Linked DNA regions of Mus musculus: region 1 is linked to region 2. Evidence: chromatin contacts called from public promoter capture Hi-C data. All regions are on one chromosome and are shown on one strand. Each heading gives the region's core, a stretch centred on a gene start, on an enhancer-like site or on the middle of the called end of the contact. The rest is flanking DNA. Distances are from core to core; before and after follow the strand shown. Region 1 holds the start of Adam32 (a disintegrin and metallopeptidase domain 32). Region 2 holds the start of Zmat4 (zinc finger, matrin type 4).

Evidence for each region. Promoter capture Hi-C pulls out the DNA fragments that hold promoters and counts their contacts.
Region 1: a promoter capture Hi-C map of liver shows a contact between it and region 2, with 2.9 times the contacts expected there. The contact joins the promoter of Adam32 here to the promoter of Zmat4 in region 2. A contact is called at or near these places in 5 of 39 promoter capture datasets (the C10 cell line, embryonic stem cells, liver and 1 more).

What each region holds. Positions count from the first base shown.
Region 1 is chr8:24,946,798-24,950,197 of GRCm38.p6, reverse strand. It overlaps Adam32 (a disintegrin and metallopeptidase domain 32), which reads left to right and starts at 1,394. Exons shown (of 22, transcript NM_153397.2): 1 at 1,394-1,478. The coding sequence starts at 1,403. Adam9 (a disintegrin and metallopeptidase domain 9 (meltrin gamma)) reads left to right here. Exons shown (of 22, transcript NM_001270996.1): 22 at 1-587.
Region 2 is chr8:23,667,987-23,671,209 of GRCm38.p6, reverse strand. It overlaps Zmat4 (zinc finger, matrin type 4), which reads right to left and starts at 1,549. Exons shown (of 7, transcript NM_177086.4): 1 at 1,409-1,549.

The sequences.
Region 1 (3,400 bases), core at 145-2,644, 1.3 Mb before region 2:
GAACTGATTCAACTCTCAATTTTCTTTATGCATCATGGTAAAGCATTGCAGCAGTGTTGTTTTGTTTGAAGTGCACACTCTATGGTACGAGGTGTTTAGTATACCCAAGCAGATAGGTGTCGATCGAACAGGAGCAGGGAGAATACTTCCAACAGTTGAGGTGTTACCAAACCACTTGAGAATTCATGAGCACTTTAACTCTAAACTCTGAATTTCAAAGCTTGATGTGAAGTCCTCTAGAATGTTTACATTTACTAAGGTGTGCTGGGTCCTGTCTCTTTTGACTAATATTTTCGTAAACATTAGGCTGGAGAAAGGAAGGAAGCAGTGGTTTCCTTAGATAACTACAGAATTATACTGGTCTCTGGGATTACTCTCTCAGCTGTATTAAAATGAATTTGTACTTTGAAAGGAATGATATTGACACTAAAATTTTAAACATTTAAATTTTTTCATAATCTTTCATAAAGAAGTTTAATAATAGGTATATTAACTGAATTTCATTAGTTTTTTAAAATAATATTGTTTGTGTATATATACATATTAAAATAAAAACATTTACAACAAATAAAATACTTGAAATTCTTGTTTTGTCGTCCTCTTTATAAATACATAACTATTTGGGTTCTTCTTAATTTCAGTGTTAGGGCTTTTGGCAAATGTGACTGCACTTAAGGAAAACACATTAAAAGATAGACTGTTCATTTTTTTTTTTTTTTCAGGATACTCAAGTACTTTAGCAGTTGGGTGTGTACTAACACTGGTGAACCAGCCCTAGTGAGAAATATGGCGGTGTTGAAGGCCACAAGCCCTCAGAAATACTAAGGAGAAAGTAGTTTACTGACAGGACTCTTGACTTAAGAAGCATGTGACTAGGGCGCTGCCATTCCAGCTAGGACAAAGGCTAAAATGTAGGTTCTTATGTCAAGGATCTGCCATTGCTGTATAAATTAACCATTCTGGTAAGCTCCTAAAAAAGGAAGGTATATGAATTTTAACTGAAGTGCCACGGAGAACCAGGTTGGAAGGAAGCCTGGCGGTCCATGGGAGCAGTGTGCCTGTGGAAATGTAGACCCCAAGGAAGAAAATCAGTTTAGGCTTTCTTGAAAAATTTGTCCACGCATCTTAAAATGCAGTCGTAGTTTAGCCTTAGAAAGAGTATAAACGTATGTGTGTACTTTTTTGACCTGAGCGCCCTCGCAGCCTCTCCAGTACTGCGCATGCGGGTTTCATTGCGAAGCAGCCTGGCTCTGTTAGAGCTGGGGTAGGTGGTGGAGGGGGAGGATGGAGGCGGGGTAGGGGGTTAGGGCGCTCCAAGGACGTGGCCCACGGTGGCCCCTGGCACGTGCCCCACAGCCCCGCGCAACGGCTTTACAACTGTCTAGGTACTCCAGGAGACGCCATGCTGGGCGCCATGCTGCACACACTGCTGCTGCTGCTGCTGGCCGAGCTGGGGGCCTTGCTGGCATCAGGACCCGGTGAGCGCTCCGCAAGGCGGGTTCTCTGAGATTGGGGGCACTTTTCTTGTAGGTCTGTCGTGCACATCATAAAGCTCAAAAAATGGACCCCAAAAGAACACTTCCCAACAGCTTCTGGAAACCACTTAAACTAAAAAAACAAATACCCAGTTTCCACAAGATAACTTTACTAACACGATGTACATGCAATAATAGTTCTTCTAGAAATAGGAAAGAAAAGACATTAAGCCACAAACCCCCAGGCTCAGAGAAAATGCAGCGGTGCGTGGAAGCTGGGAAGGGGCAGAATCTTGCTTAAGTTTTGGAATCAAGTAGGGCTCGGCTACTTGACAGGCAATGATCAAGCTGTTGTGAGTCCAACTGTCCAGCAGGTGCCAGTCCAACGCTTGCCTCTAGCTCTGAGGTCTGCTAATTTGTTGAAGCTGTGGAATGCATCTTTTGAAAGGTGAAGAAGGCATGGTTGGGGCTCTGAGTGTTCTCTTCCTGGTTTATTAGAAGTAAAGAATAAAGAATGTATAGCAACATCTAAAATATCAGCCTCATATCCTTTAGGTGTTAACACGCTTCAAAACTAAGAACCGTTCTTGGGGGGGGGGGGGGAGTAGAAAGTTGGCGTCGCTTTGCATTTTGTGGATCTCCTGAACCTGTGCTTCAATAAAGGACAACTAGGTTGTGTAGCTACTGCTTCCAGTCTTGTGCTGCAGGCTTGAGTAGAAGTGCAAGAAGGAGAACTTTAGAAGCCTTTTCAAGTAGTTGTGAGCTCTCTGCTTACTACACTCACACTGGACAAACGGAAAAAGAATAGTTGCAACGTAGAATTCAAAAACATACCAGCGCCGAAACACACCAGCGCCGGGCGTGGTGGCGCACGACTTTAATCCCAGCACTCGGGAGGCAGAGGCAGGTGGACTTCTGAGTTCCAGGTCTGCCTGGTCTACAAAGTGAGTTCCAGGACAGCCAGGGCTATACAGAGAAACCCTGACTCGAAAAACAAAACAAAACAACAACAAACAAAACAAAACAAAAACACACCAGCAAGCTTTACTATTCTTTATTTTTAATTAAAATATATCACTAATTCTTTTCCATTTCCTCCCTCTAATCTGTCCACCCCAACTCCCTTGCCTTTTTATTTAATATATACTAAATCTCTCTCTCGATATCTATATCTATATCTACATAGATATAGATATGTATATACCAGCAAACTTCATGAAATTCAATTGGATATAAATATTGAATTTTGATTATTTTATGTATGCATATTTTAATATTTTAATCTATTATCTTTAATTTTTAAAACTGTGGGAAATACAAAAAATTGCCAACAGCTTTTAAAAGATTTTTTTAAAAATTTAAACTTTATTTTCCGTATATGGGTATTTTGCCTGCCTACAAGTCTGTGTACCACTTGTGGGCCTGGTGTGCTTAGAGGTCAAAAGAGGGTGAATCAGAGAAGGTTCTCTAGAACTGGGGTCACAGGCAGTAGTGAGCCACCCTGTGGATACTGGGAATTGAACCCTGGTCCTCTGGAAGAACAAACAGCCAATGCTCTTAACCTCTAAGCCATTTCTCCAGTTCCTCAAACTTTTTTTTTTTTTTTGAAAGAAAAATCATCAGAGTTCACATTTCAAGGTAGTTTCAGATTCATAGCAAAACTGAGCAGTAACCAGTGTTTGTATATAGCGCCTGCTCTCTATCCTCCCATGAGGGTCAACAGCTGATGTTGCAGAGATGCATCCGTTCCAGGGATAGACCCGATTGCACTTGGGTTCCGTATGTTCTGTGTTCTGCCCAGAGATGCCCATCCCTTCAGTACCATGCAGAGTAGTCTCACTGACCCGAGAATCCTCCGTGCTCCCTCACTCACCCCACCATCCCTAAATGACTACCATTTGTGGTCTGCTTTCTCCAGTTGTATA
Region 2 (3,223 bases), core at 300-2,799:
ATAAGTGTCACAGGGGTGTGTGAGGCACTGCTGAGAACCTCTTCCAGAACAATCTTATCAGAACTCCCACAACGGTTTAAGTCTGGGACAGAAATCGAACGGAGGAAATGCACCTGAACCCCGGGCATGCGCCAAATGCCAAGGACTTGTGATATCACCTGGAGACTGGAAACTCCAGAGGATGTCACGGGTATGTCACACCACTGCATGCCTTATGTCGACAGGCACAAAACCGGGGAACTACCTGTGTGTTAAAGCAGGGAGTCCAAGGCCACGTCCGTCACCTTCACCCCCACTGGGGACAGCCACTTTCTCAGTGGCCACTTACCTTGCACTGCCCTGTAGCAAAAGTTGACAGAGAGGATTGACCTCAGTCTCCAGGGTGGGAAGTGTGTCTCGGTGCAAGCGAGTCCCTTGTAGTCCCAACAATGTGGAATGTTAAAGAACCAACCAAGGGCCACGGTGAGCGTTTCTACTTGAAGATCAACTATCAGAAGCAGTGTGGACAGAGACTGCAGCACCATCTACCTGAACAGATGCACCTGAGCACCTAAGCTGACTAGCAGCCAGTGGCTTCCCCTCCCACCAGCCTCTCTTTCAGAGTGGCCAGGACCTCAGACCTGGGCCTCTCTTTGATGGGAGTGTAAAGCACCCCGGGATAAAATTCAGCTCCATCCCTGATGTTTTTCGGGACACAACAAATCAAGAAAGTGTTCCAGGGTGTTCAGGAGCTGATCAAGGAAGTACTTTCTTTGTCAACGGCAAGGGTTTCTTTTTCACTAAGTTGGGTGATGCGCAGATAGATGCTCACAGGGTCAAACAGGACAGGCTCCTACACCCTACGACATTTCTGTTTTCACCAGTGAAGACCGATGGAGATGGAGAGGGCAAAAGTAGCCCAGGAGAAGCTGAGAAAAGTTTGAGGACGGACAGGAATTGAAGGTCACAGTAGTTTGAGCAAGGCAGGTCAAGGTATAGCGGATAGGGCAGACCCGATGGCAGAAAATCCAATCAAACCAAGCTTGCTTCTGGAGCCAGCTCATGGATATGGTCACAGCATCATTCTGGCCCAGGAAGCGGCCAATCCGGGGTCCAGCCTCATCACCCAGCAAACCTAAGTCTACACATAACCCTGCAGGTCCTCTAGCCCCAAATCAGACCCATTTCCATGAACCTGAGCGCAGCTAATTAAGAGTAGTAAACAAGCCTTGCTCTTGGCGGTGCAGAAGTTTTCCCAAATTGTAGGTTTGTTTTCCTCCCAACAAAAGACAGTGGGTCTCCGCCTTGGCCACCTTTCCTCCCCTTAAACTTTTCTCTTCTCTCTGCAATCCTCCACCTGTGCTAACTGCAAGCCCGAGCGAAAACAGAGCGGAAGCAGCCCCCTCTCCCGGGACACAGATAAAGGTACCTTCTCCGAGAAGCAGAGGGGCTGTCGTCCGGAGGCTCGCCGCCCGGCGGAGCGCAGGAAGACACTGCCGGGATGGAGCACGCTGAGGATGCTGCGTTCCTGTCTCTGCGACCAGACCTTTCAGCAGCTCGGACCAACTGTGCTAGCGATGCACTTAGCAATTATCTGCTGGCGCCGACGCCCCGCCTCCTGCTCTTGTGATTGGCTCTCCAGTCCCGGGCAGGACTGCATTGGTCTCGGCCGACCTCACTCATTGCTTTGGCTTCTACTATTATCTAAGCCATCAAAGGAAATAATTCCATGTTTCATTGACAACCTGTAAGGTTCTCCTCCCGCCAGGTGTCGAGGGGGGAGGGGGGGCAGAACTGGGAGTCCAGAGAAGGGAGGGGAGGACAGTCGAAAAAGGTGGGGGTGGGCGAGAAAGAGACCGGGGTGGGAGGTGCGAGGAGAAAGAGAGAGAGGAAGAGAGAGAGAGAGAGAGAGAGAGAGAGAGAGAGAGAGAGAGAGAGAGAGAGAATATGAACTGAGGTTCTTAGTCCAGCATTTTAACTTCCACAAAACAAAGCCCATTGCAACAATTATCTGGCCTTATTTCCTCATTTCTCCCCCTTGTTGATAAATATTCCTGAGGCTTGTGGGAATCATAATGGGGGGTTTCTGTTAGTGTCAGAAGGCTCCAGAAAGCAGAACAAGGTTCAGGGCTGAAAAAACAGAACGATGCTTTTACACCTTGGAGGTCATCTGAAGGTCATTTCAAATTGTTCAGGGGGCATATTATATGCTTTGTCTTGTTCGTGTGCCTAATCCTTTTCCCTAAAGGTCGACAAACTGCCCCAACCCGAGGTCCCAAGTTCCCTTGGAACTCTACCTGAGGTCTGGAAGGAGCTGTTTCCAAAGTCCACAAAAGTCTGGGATGTCTCACCAGGGGTCACCAGGGGAGGCCCAAATGAGCAGGCACGTTGGATCTAAGCACCTGCCATGAGCCTGGTGTTTGTTTGTTTGTTTGTTTCATTATTCTATCCTACTTCCTTCTGTTAATTGCAGTCTCACAAATTATCAGCCAAAAGGGAAGGAGGAGAAGGAAGAGAAGGAGGAAGAGAAGGAAGAAGGAGGAGGGAGGAGGAGGATGGAGGAGGAGGAGGAGGAGGAGGAGGAGGAGGAGGAGGAGGAGAAGGAGAAGAAGAAGAAGAAGAAGAAGAAGAAGAAGAAGAAGAAGAAGAAGAAGAAGAAGAAGAAGAAGAAGAAGAAGAAGAAGAAGAAGAAGAAGAAGAAAGAGCCGACCTTCCTCCTACATCTGGTAAATGTTCAGCTTCACTCTCAGAAGTAAGAAGGGTTTTACTCTTTTCCACTTTCACGTCTGTTCACCGTGTAGAAAGATGTGATATAGACTCTGTTATGAAAAATGATTAAGGAGAACCTCTGAAAGAAAAGTCTTAGAAAATCTAGTTTCAAGGCAGAGGGCAGCTCATGGGCAGAGCTTAGCAATACCTGCCCGCTGTGTGCAAGGCTCTGAGCAGCTCATGGGCAGAGCATGTACCTGCATGCTGTGTGCTAGGCTCTTGATTTGCTTCTGGGAACTGTTTATTAAATTAATTCAAAGGAAAAGAAAAAAAGTCAAGTTCCAGGTATAAGAGCCAGCCCTTTGGGCTTCTCAAGCTGGGATTCTACCTCTTTGGAAAGGACGCATCCAGTTCTGCCCTGTCCCGACATGTTCTGGGCTCTGATCAGCTGCCATCCTGCTGTCCTCCTCAGCCTGGGCAGCAAGCTGAATAGTGTCTTCCACCTGGTGGTGTGACATCTAGCTCACACATGCAT